2 separate regions of the Sus scrofa genome follow, and region 2 is linked to region 1. The links are chromatin contacts, called in public Hi-C maps. All regions are on one chromosome and are shown on one strand. The core of a region is the stretch at or near the end of the contact, and the rest is flanking DNA. Distances in the headings are between cores, read along the strand shown. Region 1 has its middle 190 kb from the start of NUDT4. Region 2 overlaps LOC102158255 (a long non-coding RNA gene).

Region 1 (7,433 bases), core at 1,315-3,814:
TACTTTTGCAGACATGGCAGTTTTATGAAGGAAAAAACCAGACTGCTGTAGTTTAAAAGGAGAGGGGAACCTAGTTTTCAGAGGTAAACAGACTGATCTGATGTTGGCAACAGCTCTTTCTACATGCCTCAGTTTTATATCAAATCTTATATGAATCTCTGGAAATTGTTGTATTTGTACACAGTACAAAAGTGCCCTACTTTCACTTGTCTTTTCTCCTCCTCTGGGGAAATAAACATTTAATTCACATTGGAACAGTGTGGCCTACGTATATACATTCATATATATGTGTTAAGGTGGAGGCGGGGAGGAAAAATAAATAGAACAGTTCACAAACCTAGAAGAGTAAAATTTTATTGTGGAAGATTTCAAAAATATACTGAAGTAGATCAAAAAGCATAATGAACCCCACTTACGCGCGTGAACCTACCAGCCAGCTGTAGCAATTATCAACTAATTATCAGCTAATGACTAGTCTTGCTTCATCTATATTTCTTCTCCGCTCTTACTGAAGCAAATTTTAAATATCATTTTATCCAAAAACATTTAGTACATTTCACTGCAAGGTGTAAACTGATTTTGAAAAACAGCTGTAATTTTATCATTAAATCTCAACAGAAATAGTAATGTCCCTGATGTCATCATATATCTAATCAGTGTTCAAAATTTCAACTGTCTTCCAAACGTCCTAGATTTTCTTTTGTTTGTTGTTTTCACCTTGTGTTTGTTTTAAATGAGAATCAACTAAGTTCAAACACCACATTGGTATAAAGTCTCTGTCTCTTTAAATCGGCAAGTTCTCCCTTCATCTTTCTTTTCCACAGTCTGGATTTCGCTGACATGCTGAGATGGCATCTTCATAATGTAGTTTAACATGTTTCTCTGCAGCAGAATCATTTCTAGGAGGAGTCCAGGCATCTGAATATTCTTTTATGGTAGTTAGGTGAATATGAACCACAGCTAGGCTTGGAAAGACTAGGAAAATCTTAGTGTCTTCTCCCAGATTTCTTAATGTGTTGGTTGAAGAAATGAAACTTTTTTTTTTTGTCTTTTTTTTTAGGGCCACACCTGTGGCATATGGAAGTTCCCAGGCTAAGGGTCATGGCTATAGCTGCTGGGTTATACCATAGCCGCAGCAATACAGGATCCTTAACCCACAGAGCAAGGTCAGGGATTGAACCCGCATCCTTGTGGATCCTAGTCGGTTTGTTACTGCTGAGCCACAACATGAACTCCACGAAACTCTTTCTTGATTATTATAATGAAAACAATATGTCCACCACCTGTTTTTTTGTATTTTTGGTTGGTTGTTTTGGTTTTTTTTGTTGTTGTTGTTGTTTTTAGGGCCGCACATGGAAGTTCCCAGGCTAGGGGTCAAATCGTAGCTGCAGCTGCCTGCCCACACCACAGCCATGGCAACACGGGATGCAAGCCAAGTCTGCAAACTACACCACAGCTCATGGCAACGCTGGCTCCCTAGCGCACTGAACAAGGCCAGGGATCAAACCCACATCCTCACGGATCCTAGCTGGGTTTGTTACCACTGAGCCACAATGGGAACTCCTCCTATCACCACCTGTTGATAGGTAAAGAACCCTTTTTGCTTGTTGAGGGCACATAGAATCCCTAGGGTAAAATTTCCTGTTCTCCAGGAGAACTATTTCTCAGCCAGGCTTGAGAGGGGGCAATAGGCCTGCACTGATGGCACAAGAAAAAAGAGAATCTCCCAAGGGGTGATTTGCTTTCAGCTGGGACCATGTGAGAACCAGTAACCAGCTGGAAAATTGCCAATTAACCAGCAAAGCCTCTATTTTGTGGGCCTGAATAAGCTGGTGCCTGACTTAAGCGAAGTTTAAATAACTGATAAAACCAAATGTTCTATGAATACTGACTGATGTTAGATCTACAGGTCTTTGGAGTTCCTGCTGTGGCGCAGTGCGTTAATGATCTGGCTTGTCTCTGTGGAGGCTCGGGTTCCATCCCCGGCCTGGCTCAGTGGATGAAGGATCTGATATTGCTGCAACTGTGGTGTAAGTCGAGTCACGGTTTGGACTCAGATTCGATCCCTGGCCCAGGAACTTCCATATGCCGTGGGTAGGGCTGAAAAAGAAAAAATAAATCTACATGTCTTCAATGGATTTTGAAATGAACACATTTGATTTATTCTGAGCATTTTTTTTTTCTTTTTTTAAGATTCTGGTTTTGCTGAAGAAGTCAAAGGCCATTAGGTTCTCTGGGCTCAGCTTTACAGCCTACTTCTCTGCAGAATCTATTGCACCAATATCCTTGCTAGGCAGAGGCAGGCTTCATCCTTGCTGTGGAAGAAACAGTGATGCTATCTGTCCTGGGCTGCTCTGCCTCTTGGTCAGCAGCCTGACCTTTCTTGTGTTCTTGAAGATTCAAGATAATTAAAAAATAATAAGCGCATTGCAGTTTCTTGGAAAGGTTGGGGTTTTGAACGTTTCCCTTCCCCATTTCCACCTTGCTCGTCAGCACTTGCCCCATTCCCTGATGTTGCCCTTGCCCGGAGAGGTGTTTGCACAGTGCTTATTATCAGAGAGCCTGGGGTCAAGGTTTGCTCTGCAACCTCACTGTCTATCTGGGTGACCTTGGATAGGCCACTTGATTCTCTGAGCACTGATAGCTTTACCTGTAAATAAAGATTGTATCAAATGCTCTGCTTATCTCATGAAGATGTTGTGAAGACCAAATCAAGAGGCAATGTAAATGGGTATGTGTCTATGTATGACTGATCACTTTGTTGTACAGCAGAAATTATCACGACCTTGTAAATTAATGATACTTCAATAAAATTTACAAGAGTTAATGTAGGTGAAAGGCCTTCATTGAGCTGTAAAGCACTGCCCAGTGCCCTTGCTGCTTGCTGCCTCAACTACATCTGTTCAATCCTGGCTGACCGTGTAGAAGAAGTCACATGAATTTTAGAGGCTAATAAGGTCCCATTGCTTTTTGGCTGTACCATTTTGGGAAATTTGGGCTCTGAGCCTTGGTTTCCTCATACATAAAATGGAGATCATTTTTCTGGTTTTTTTTTTTTTTTTTTTTTAAATGGCCGAACTGGTGGTGTATGCAAGTTCCCAGGCCAGCGATTGAATCCGAGCCACAGCTGTGATTTATGCCGCAGCTTCAGCAATGCAGGATCCTTAACCCACTGAGCTGGGCCAGGGATCAAACCGCATTAACCTGAGCAGCTGCAGTTGGATTCTTAACCCACTGCACCACAGTGGAAACTCCTATCTGGCATTCGTTTACTTACATCTTTATTACTTTACACCACATCCTGACCTACCATCGTTATGCGGACTAACGCTGAAGCACCTCACTTAGATTTGGCAACCAGTAAGGTCTCAGGACATGGTAATTCTTTTTCCTGTTCTGTTCTTGGCGATTGGACAGATGCCTTCCTATATAAAGAAAGATCTCTTCCTCTAGATTGCTGAGGACAGAACTGTCTTCTTGCTCCTCCATCCTTGCCTATGAGGATATTTGCTTATAGGCCAGATAATGCTTTGAATTCTCTTCGTAAGTCTGTGGACTAGGAAATCATATAATGAAGCAGTGCTCTTATATTACTTGGGAATAAAGATTCTTCAACAGCTTGTACAAAAGATTTGGCTGACCGCAAAATTAGCATGAGTCAGCAGAGTAAGGGAGTGAGCAGAAATCAATGAATTTGGGGAAACACTTATGTAAGGTCTAATCCATTCCTCCTCCTGGGCTCATCCTACTTGTGTAGGTCACACTGTATCTGGAGTAAAGGACTCAGTTTAAGATGCTAGGCCCCAGATGAGGAGAGCTGACAAAGATCTTGGGGTTCCATGTGCTTGAGTAACTGTTAGAAAAACCGAGGAAGCGTTCCTGCTATGGCACAGTCAGGTAAAAATCTGGCTGCAGTGGCTTGGTTACTGTGGAGGTGTGGGTTTGATACCTGGCCTGGTGCAGTGGGTTAAAGGGTCTGGCATTGCGACAGCTGTGGCATAGGTCATAGCTGTGGCTTGGATTCAATCCCTGGTCCAGGAACTTCCATATGCCATGGGTATGGCCACAAAAATAAAATGAAATAAAAAGAAAAAAGAAAAGAGAAGAAAAACCGAGGATACTTAAACTGCAGAAGGTATGTTTTAGGAGAGATATGTTGCTGTCTTTTGTTTTTTGAAGGGGCTGAGCAATTAGAGAAAATAGAACACCACCACTTTGCATTTAAGTAGAAGAACAAATTTCTAAGGACTATGTACAGGCATGCATTTGAAGTTAGGTGATTCAACAGGGAGAAATTTGAGACAGTAGAAGTTTTTTTCTTTAATTACTCAGATGAATTTATCACATCTGTAGTTGTATAATGATCATAACAATACAATTTCACAGGATTTCCATCCCACAGCCCAAGCACATCCCCCCTCCCCCCAAACTGTCTCTTCTGGAGATCATAAGTTTTTCAATGTCTGTGAGTCAGCATCTGTTCTGCAAAGAAGTTCAGTCTGTCCTTTTTTCAGATTCCACATGTCAGTGAAAGCATTTGATGTTGGTGTCTCATTGTCTGACTGACTTCACTTAGCATGATAATTTCTAGGTCCATCCATGTTGCTAAAAATGCCAGTATTCCATTCATTTTAATGGCTGAGTAATATTCCATTGTGTGTATGTGCCACATCTTCTTGACCCACTCCTCTGTCGATAGACATTTAGGTTGTTTCCATGTCTTGGCTATTGTACAGAGTGCTGCAATGAACATTGGAGTACATGTGTCTTTTCGAGTCATGGTTTTCTCTGGATAGATGCCCAGGAGTGGGATTGCTGGATCAAGTGGTAGTTCTATGTTTAGTGTTCTGAGGGATCTCCATACTGTTTTCCACAGTGGTTGCACCAATTTACAATCCCCCCAACAGTGTAACAGGGTTCCTTTTTCTCCACACCCTCTCCAGCAGTTATTGTTTGTAGACTTTTTGATGATGGCCATTCTGGCTGGTGTAAGGTGGTACCTCCTAGTGGTTTTGATTTGCATTTCTTGAATAATGAGTGATGTTGAACATCTTTTCATGTGTTTTTTGGCCATCTGTATGTGAGACAGTAGAAGTTACAGTGGGTTAGTTCTAACGGTATTTTTATTTCTATTCCTGCTTCAAACTCTGGGCTGTTGTAAGTATTGGGGTATTACATGGGCTATTCCAACACATTTAAAACTGGGCCTCCCTACGTCCAGTCTCACATGGCATTATATACAAACGATATCCAAAACAATATTGAAATTAGGAGTTGGAAAGTAATATGATCACAAATATACCAGAAAATAGACAGCTAACAAGGAACGATCACATACAACTTTGTCAATTAACTGAAATATGCAAAATTGCCAATTCTCTAGAAAACTGTAGTTAATTAAAACTGATTAAAAAGAAATAAATGGGAGTTCCTGTCATGGCTCAGTGATTAACAGATCTGACTAGGAACCATTAGGTTGTGGGTTCAATCCCTGACCTTGCTCAGTGGGTTAAGGATCCGGTGTTGCCGTGAGCTGTGGTGTAGGTTGCAGACGTGGCTTAGATCCTGCGTTGCTGTGGCTGTGGTGTAGGCCACTGGCTACAGCTCTGATTCGACCCCCAGCCTGGAAACCTCCATATGCCGAGGGAGCAGCCCTAGAAATGGCAAAAAGACCAAAATAAATAAATAAATAAATAAATTTTAAAAAATAAAAATAAATAAATGACCTAAATCCTATGACCTCGAAAGGCATTAAATTGCTGATTAAATCTACCCAAATTATGACTAAAGATATGAATAGTTTCTTACAGGTGAGTCTTACCAAACTTCTAAGGAATATATAGTCCCAGTCTTCTATGAACTGTTCTGCAAAATATAAATAGGCTATGAAAAGAAAGAATACTCCCAAACTCATTTTATTAGACTGGCACAAACTTGAATCCAAAATAAGGCAAAAATTATAGCGAAAATTGAGTCAAATTCATTTTTAAATATAAAGGTATAAATTCTAATGAAATTGAGAAAAAAAAACCAAAAACCAAACCCCACTAATACGCTATGACTGAATTGGGCTTATCTCAAGAGAGCAAGGCTAGCTTAATGTCAGAAAAATCTATTAGTATAATTTACCACATTAAAAAATTACAAGAGCAAAAGCACATAATTATCTTAACAGAGGCAAGAAAAATCATTTGTTAAAATTTAGTACTCTATGTTTTTTTAAAAAAGGAAGTACAAATGAGGGGAAGTGGGATTTTCTTTATTTTGTATACATTTATATCATAAAACTTGAAATTATTCTGAATATTGAACTCCATTTCATCTAGCTGATGTAGGTTGTCCATTTCAGGGAAGAATTTGGGAATGGGAACCTCTCCTGAATTCTCCTTGGTAAAGGCAAAAACATATTCTCCCCTTATTATCTGAGCTTGATATTTATTTTGCTTATTGCTTTATTGAGGTTTAATTGGTATACCACAAAGCTGCACATATTTAATGTATACAATTTGATGAATTGGAACATATGCATTCACTTATGATACCATCACCACATTAAGGTTATAAACACCTCCAAAATTTTCCTTGGATTCCTTTGCTTTTGTTGTTGTTAAGGACACATAAGGAGAGCTTCCCTCTTAGCAAAATTTTAAGTGCTCAGTACTGAAGTGTTACCTATTGGCGCTGTGTTGTAGAGCAGATACCTGGGGCTTATTCATTCTTGTAGCTGTAACTTTATAGCCCCTAACACCTCTCCATTTCCCACTGCCCTTCCCCTGCAACCTCCATTCTCTTTTCTGCTTATGTAAGTTTGACTGCATGAGAACTCATATAAGTAGGATCATCAGGGTGTTTGTCCTGCTATGACTGACACATTATTCATTTAGCATAATGTCTTCCAGGTCTCTCCGTGTTGTCAAAAATGGTAGGATTTCCTTCTTTTTTAAAGATAAGGAGTTCCCGTAGTGGCACAGCGGAAATGAATCCGACTAGGAACCATGAGGTTGCAGGTTCGATCCCTGGCCTCTCTCAGTGGGTTAAGGATCTGGCGTTGCCATGAGCTGTGGTGCAGGTTGAAGATGCGGCTCGGATCTGGCATTGCTGTGGCTGTGGTGTGGCCGGCAGCTACAGCTCTGATTTGACCCCTAGCCTGGGAACCTCCATATGCTGCTGGTGCGGCCCTAAAATTTAGGACAAAAATAAAAGAAAAAAAAAGAAAAAAGAAAGATGAATAATATTCTATTGTATGTATATACCACATTTTATTTATCCATTCATCTATCAATAGACAGTTTATCTTCTCCATCTTTTTTTTTTTTTTTTTTCCCTCTATTCAAGCTCTGAATCTGTTTTCAGAGCTATAACCTCACCTCCTGTTCTGATTTCTTCCTGGTCCCGGCAACTTGAATTTGTGTTCTTAAACTGTTAGAATCGTA
Region 2 (7,433 bases), core at 1,273-3,772, 150 kb after region 1:
GTGATGATGTGCAATTACAAGAGTTTTTTTATGGAATATATAAGAATTAGTTGCTTAAATAATTGTACTCATTCATGAAAATGCCAAAAACACTTCGGAGAAGTGGAATACAATTGGTCCAAGATAAGAGGCATGAAACCATTAGTTGGGCTAGAGAGCAGTGACACAGAGTGGGGAGAGCTTGGGCTTCGGCATTAAACCATCTGGTTCCATTCCTCCATCCCCAGTTTACTACAGGACTCAGGCGAGTAATGCAATCATGCCAAACCTCAGCTCCTTCCCTGTATAATAGGACAAAGAGTACCTGCCACTCAGGATTATTGTAACAATTAAATGAGCTAATACATACAGAACACTTCATTTGAGGCTTGGCACAAATTATCCATTAATGATGATGATAAAAATGAGAGCGAACAATAAGAATGCAACATGAGTTTCCTTGTGGCACAGCAGATTAAAGATCTGGCAAAGTCACTGCAGCAGCTTGGATTGCTGCTGTGGCATGGGTTTGATCCCTGGCCCAGAAACCTCCATATGTCATGGGTGTGGGGAGGAAAAAAAAAGAATGCAAGAGATAGAAGAGTAGAATTATTGTTGGTTAGAAATTAAGGAGTTAGGAAGTTTTCATGGGGCCTAAGAAAGGGTATGAATGAAACTGGAGGCTGTGGGGAAAAATGATGAATGAAGTAGTAAAGAGCTGCCCACTGTAGGAGCCAGCAGCTGGGGGTAGAGGGCAGGGAGAGGATGATTCAGATGTGAAAGATTAAAGGTAGGGCTTATTAGAAAGGCATGTAAAAAGAAAGGCAGAAAGTAACAGAGCATGGAGAAGTAGCTGAACTATCTGGAACCACATTGCCACCCATTCAGAAAACACTGAGGGTGCTCTGCCATTTGTCAGACAGCGCGAAAACCAGCTGATCCAGCGTGAGGTCATCCAGTGTGGACAGTGAGTCACGTTGCCACGGAGACCATGGTCAGGGAGGCCGAGAGACAGAAAAGATCTCAAAGGTTATTTCGTGAATCACCTGCTCTGCCCTCTTCACATCTAGGCTCCGTGTCTGTATAAATAAATATTTCTAGCCCAGCAATTTACCAACGCCCACAGAAATACCCAATGGACAACACTTCACCTTTCTGTATCCAGAACAAAGCCCCTTATCATCTCTTCAAAAGTCTTGGGCACCACCTCCTTCTCTATCTTGATAGAGATAGTCCTACATCTATGCTGGAAAAGTTTTCTCTATCTTCTGTTTCTCTTTCTCTCCCATGTTTTGGCATCTGGTCGGTTGTCTCTACAGTAACTCTTGCATTCTTCTTCTTTTCCTCTCGCACTGCAGTTACCTTAGTCCGGGCTTGAATTTACTTACTTACTTAGTCTAGAACTTGAGAGCTGGAAGAGACTTCATTTAACAGAGATTCAGAGCTTAAGCGACTTGCCCAAAGTCACAGAAGCCGCTGGTGGGCCAGTCAAGCCAGTAAGATGAGCCTATGGGTAAACCAATGTTTCTTCCAATTCCTGATGTTTGAGGTGCAAAAGATAGTCACACGGAGTAGGTAGCCCTCATAGTCTCGAAAGGCAAGCTCATGATTTTAACTTGTACCCTCAGCAGGTGATTGCCAAATCAGTCCTCCATCCTAGATCTTTTCCTCAACTTCCTATAGCCTGCTGGACATCTTCAACGGAATGTCCTGCCAACAATTAAAACTCGATATATCTAAATAAAAATTCCTCATTTGCCTCCTCTCCACCCTGAAAGGCAGAGTGTAGCAATGAATTAAGAATCAGGATCTAGAGTCTAATCTTATTGCTGCCATTTACTAAATTAGCCCCATGAAGCCTCAGTTTCTTTAGCTATAAAATGGAAAGAACAGCAGTACTTACTCAACAGGACTATTGGGAGAAGTAAGGGACACAGTAATTATACGAAGCATTTAGCATGTGTTCCTGATGTAGTGAATTGCTCAATAATATTAGGAAACGGGCAACATTATCTTCAACTCTTCTTTCTTGCTCCCCAAAACCAATCAGTTGCTGAGTCCCTAGACTCTATGCCTGAAGGATCACTTCCATTCAGCTGCTCCTCTCCTTACTGCCAGGGAAATGAGAGCCTTGGCTGATAATTAGTGGACTTACAAATAATCATACCCTGACTGCCACAAAAATAACTTTCTTCTCCACCCAATTCGTTCCTCCCCTCCCTAGTTTTCTCTTGGAGGACCTGGGTTGCTCAAGCAGAAGTCATATGGATTGTATTTCCTCTGAATAGCTCACCATGTAGCACAGTAATATCTCTGCACCTAATTAAATGAGTCAGGTCAAGTTTTCTGCAAGTTTTCTTCCATCGCAGCACTAACATTCACATTCAGTGTATTGCCTTATGTAACACAATTTCCTGCTTTCAGCCCAAAATAAATAAAAAGGAACCTTGCCAATGAAAAACCAGTTAGCCCAGCCTGCTTTGCTTTGCCCAACCCCACACTCTATGTCAACTGTTCCATTATAGTTTGTCTGTTTACAGGGAAGCTGCCAGTGTCTAAGACGCGAGGCATTCAGACAATTGTTCAGACAATGGATTCACAGTACCTAGAATCCCTGTGACTCAGTTTTCCACAAATGTGCTATTAGGGGAAATGTTCACAGATCAGCAACTGTGGACTTTTGCTGGCCGCACAGACTCTGCTGATGTGCACAATTCCAAACTGCAAGCAGTTTCCCCACTGGAAACAATGAGACTCACAGCATTACACAGTTGGCAGAGAATTTTAGAGATAACTTAATCTACCCCTTTGTTTTGGACACAACCCCGTTTAAACTATTTTGGACAGATAAAATCCATGCTATGTTAATGAATCTTCTTCAATAACTGCTTTCAAATATCCCTCCCCTCCAAATCAGGGAGTAATTCCCTCTGTCTGAAGCAGACAGTATGGTTTGCTAGTCAAGAGCCTCTGCCCACTTTCTCCTGTCTGGTAAAGAGCCAGTTTGAAGGGGTTGCCCATCCCTTCCCTACATGTCTCGGGATTAATTTTTGATCAGTCTGAGCTTGCCAGTGATTGGCTCAGAAGGGGCAGGGGACCCAGTTCTGTGCAATAAAGTGTAACGAGAGCTTAGCAAAAGGGATTTTCTAAGGATATTCTCCTGCTCCTAAAAAAAAACTTATAGGAAAAATAATCCTTATTTTTAGCGAGGCATGATACTAGAGCTGTGGGAGCTCCCTTGCATCCATGAAGGGAGCCAGCCAAAGGCCAAACCAAATAGTGAAAGAAATATAGAAGGACTCTGGATATTTGATGATGTCATTAAGCTGCTGAATCAACCAACCTGCGAGCCAACCTACCCCAGGATTTCTTGTCATGTGAGATAGTAAATTTTCCTTACTGGTATGTACTGGTGACTATAAATTGGTACCTTGGTTGGCCAGATCTTCGTGGGAGATGGACATTCAAATCTCCATATCCAGATAAAAGTCATTCCAGAGAATGGAACAATATTTCCTATGTAAGCATTTAGAAACATGAACGGTAAAGAGTAGACTCTACTTTGATCAAGCGTGCCAAACTGAAATTATTTCTTCTTTGATAGAATTAGTAGATAGTAGATTACATATCAGAGAAAGTCATAGAAATACTTGATTTCAGCACACATCAGATAAAACTGCTTATAATATTTTGGTCAACAAAACAGGAAAATAGTGGAGAAAGATGCAGATACTGAAGAAGCATAAGATGCTAGTGGAAGACTGGTTGGTTGGCAGGTCATGGCATTGTAAGGGTGCCATGACAGACAGCAAGCAGATGTCAGTACAGGCAAGCAGCCAACATGGAGGAGGCTTACAAGTGTCTAATACAAACAGTGGGGCAAATTAAAAGCATGCTGGGAATAGGGTGCAAATAACTGGAAACCTTGGTAAGCAAGGATTGGCATCACAGAAAGATTGACAGGTTACAAGCTTCCAATTTTCGTGTTGGATTTTAGGAGGAAAAAATTATTGTATGGGGACTTTGGGGAAATAAATGAACAGAACCCAAGTTTAATTATTTTTAAAAAGTGGAAGTGCTCTAATCATAGGATAATCGGAGTTAAAAAGCAACTCATCAAGATAGTAATTTAAGAATAGGCCACATGGCAGAAGCTTAGTTGTTATACCTTGGAAGAGAGCCAATACTATACCAGGAGGAAACATGACCCAAATCTGAGTTCTGCAGTTTTAGTCTGGAGACCTTCAGATTCCTAGGATTGTTCCCAGACACACGGGGAGGCCAAGCCCATAGATGGAAATCTCTAGAGCTTCAGCCATAGGGAGAGTAGATAATACAGAGGAAAGGAATCAGGAAAGGCTTAGCCAAACCCTGTTGATTAATTAATGGATTCATATCAGCTTTGTGGAAAATCTCAATTATTTGTCTGAGACCTTTGTCCATGACCCCGACCTATTCAAATATTTTTATTATGAACTTGAATGAAAACAAAGAAGACATGAAAATCAGATGTGTGGATAACACAAAGTTGGAAAAAACCACTAATACGTTGGATTCAATAATCAAAAATTGAGCCTCGTTGAACCCACAACTGGTTAGTAGCTGTGGCTCTTACCACTTTTACAATTAAATACATACAGCAACAGAAGAATGTTCAAAACTCACCATGTGGTATACTGGAACCATGACCAAGGACTGGCCCTTGCGAGAAATGCGGAGGAATTTCCTTGAATTGCAAGAGATTAGTGGTAGGTAGCTCCCGTGTACTCAGGAGGGGGAACCATCCTGATGGAAAGGGTTTGTCTCTCACCTCTTTCTGTCTTTGAATTCCATCCAGGAATATAGTCCATTTCAGGTCATTTTCTCTGTGTGCGTGCGTGTGTGCGTGTACGCACACGTGTGTATGGTGAGGCCACTCAGGATGACGTTTTTTTTCTCTATATATATGCCCTGCTTGACCGGTGCCTGCTTCACTTACTCACATGACTCACCTTCCTACATACCTGCCCCCGCCCCAGCTAGTGATTGTTCTGATCTCCTTGTGTGTGTGTGTGTGTGTGTGTGTGTGTGTTGGGGGGGTGCACAGCTGCGGCATATGGCAGTTGCAAGGAGGAGAGAGGGATTGAACCCCCAGCATAGCAGGAACCCAAGCCGCTGCAGTGACAGCGCTGGAACCTTACCCCACTGTGCCACAAGAGAACTCCCTATTCTGAGATCAGAACATCTCCACCCTGACAGCTTATCAAAGGGGTAGTGAGGGGCCTCCCCTCTGCTGTTTCCCTGATAACTGATGTCAGCCTGACATCAATGCCTCCCCCTGCCCTCAGGGAGTAAAGACTGCTGCCTTGTCCCTCTCACAGTCTGCTGCACACAGTGGGGTAAGCTCCCCATCCATTAAACCACTGATGTCTCTGTAACTGACTCAGGGCTCTTTCTTTAGTCCTGAAGCTGGGCTTTTTTTTTTTTTTGTAATGTAAATTAAGCAAATATTCCTTAGCCCTCAAATTTTGCTGGGATTTTGGTGGGGATTATGTCAATATCATAGATTATTTTGGAGATAAGCAGAGTCTTTATCAAGGTTAGGTTTCTCAACATTTTTTTTTTTAACTGCTTCACTACTAGGGTACTCAAAGGGTGGTCCATGGACCAGCTGCATGAGCTTCACTGGGGATGTTTTGAAATACCCATTCTTAGACCCTGCCCCCAAACTACTGAATCAAAATCTACTTATTAAGCAGGATCCCCAGGTGATTTGAATGTAATTAAAGTTAGAAAAATACTGCTTTAGTAGAATTTTAAAGATTCGTCCAAAAGATTTTGTGCGTATTTGTTAGGTTACTTCCTAGGTTAACGCAGTATTTCTAAATAGCTTTTGCATTTTTTTTGGTGGGGGGGGGTTGTCTTTCAAGGGCCGCACCCACAGCATATGGAGGTTCCCAGGCTAGGGGTCTAATCAGAGCTCTTGCTGCTGGTCTACACCACAGCCACAGCAATGCCAGATCCGAGCTGCATCTGGGACCTACACCACAGCTCACGGCAACGCCGGATCCTTAACCCACTGAGCTTGGCCAGGGATTGAACCCACATCCTCATGGTTCCTAGTCGGATTCGTTTCCACTGCGCCACGACAGGAACTTCCTAAATAGTTTCTCTACTGGTTCTCTTCTGAGTTTTCTGGGAATATTTATATCATCTGGAAATAATGGCAGCTCAGTTTCTTGACACTCGTTTCCTTCCCATCTTTATACGTCTTTCTCTTGATTTCTTTTGGAGGCCATGGCTTCCAACATCACAGGGAAAGTGAAGGTGAGAAAGTGCTCTCACCCATAAAGGAAATGCTTCTAACATTTCTTCCATAAATGTTAAATTTGCGGCCAAGTTTCAGTAGAGAGCCTTATCAGGTTATGAGACTTCTCTAGTCTTTGTTTTCTAAACACTTTTTTCACAAGTTCACTATTGATTTAGAATTTTTTTCTGCATGCATAAGAGAAGATCATGTAATTTTTGTCCTTTGGTCCATTAACGTGAATTACATGGTTTTAATTTCTGTCTTTGAACTATCCTGACCTTCTTGAAATAAATTATATACTCTTATAATTCACCCTTCGCCCTCTCTTTTATTAGATAATGTAGAGTAAAGCATATTGCTCTTCATATTAATCAAATTAGAGGCGTTAAAGTGCAACTGAACTTTATTTTGCTGAAAAAATAATTGGTTCTTATTCTCCACTTCTTTAATCAAAAGAACATGGGCCAAGGCAGACACGTAAAATTTCTCAGGGAGATAAATTACTCTTGTTTATGATTTCGATAAATATTTGAAAGAAAGGAATGAATACGATTGTCTTTTTCCCATGTTTTTTGGTTCAATAACCTAGATACACTTGGAAGTTGACGCATAGAGACGAATGTGCTTGTGTGCAGCTATCTCCAGGGTATGACAGGGAAGTGAGCTTGCGCTCAAGCTCCTCCTTTGCTCTTTGCATCCAAAGATGATGCTCTTGATGTCAGTTACCATCTCTCTGTAGGTGTGGCACAAAGACCAAGATGCAATTATTTGATATATCACTTCTAGAAGGTCTTTTCTTTGTGGCTAAAACTTCTGATGAATAAAGCCCAGTATTGGAAGTTCCCATTGTGGCATAGCAGAAACGAATCAGACTAGTACCCATGAGGATGAGGGTTCGTTCCCTGGCTTTCGCTCAGTGGGTTAAGGAGCCAGTGTTGCAGTGAGCTGTGGTGTAGGTTGCAGATGCAGCTCAGATGTGGTGGTGTTGTGGCTGAGGTGTAGGCCAGCAGCAGTAGCTCCGATTTGACCCCTAGCCTGGGAACTTCCAAATGCTGCAGGTGTGGCGCTAAAAAGCAAAATAAATAAATAAATAAATAAATAAATAAATAAATAAATAAATCAATCCCAGCGTGGTTATGGTTAAGCGTAGAGTAGACTGAAGCCT

The links. Hi-C and Micro-C count contacts between places; a contact is called where the count stands out from the background.
Region 2: a contact with region 1 is called in a Hi-C map of liver, with 6 times the contacts expected there. The contact joins two enhancer-like sites. A contact is called at or near these places in 2 of 47 Hi-C or Micro-C datasets (fetal skeletal muscle and liver) and 1 of 2 datasets of contacts at active chromatin or transcription factors (skeletal muscle).

The regions. Positions count from the first base shown.
Region 1 is chr5:89,917,882-89,925,314 of Sscrofa11.1, forward strand. No RefSeq gene overlaps it. Among named protein-coding and RNA genes, the nearest start is that of NUDT4, 190 kb to the left of the region's middle. Within about 2 kb of position 2,565, at least 4 of the 83 cell types and tissues checked have an H3K27ac peak or open chromatin away from gene starts, as enhancers often do. A contact at or near this core is called in liver, where this site is marked.
Region 2 is chr5:90,070,634-90,078,066 of Sscrofa11.1, forward strand. All of the region lies in intron 1 of LOC102158255 (a long non-coding RNA gene), which reads left to right. Among named protein-coding and RNA genes, the nearest start is that of EEA1, 57 kb to the right of the region's middle. Within about 2 kb of position 2,523, at least 18 of the 83 cell types and tissues checked have an H3K27ac peak or open chromatin away from gene starts, as enhancers often do. A contact at or near this core is called in liver, where this site is marked.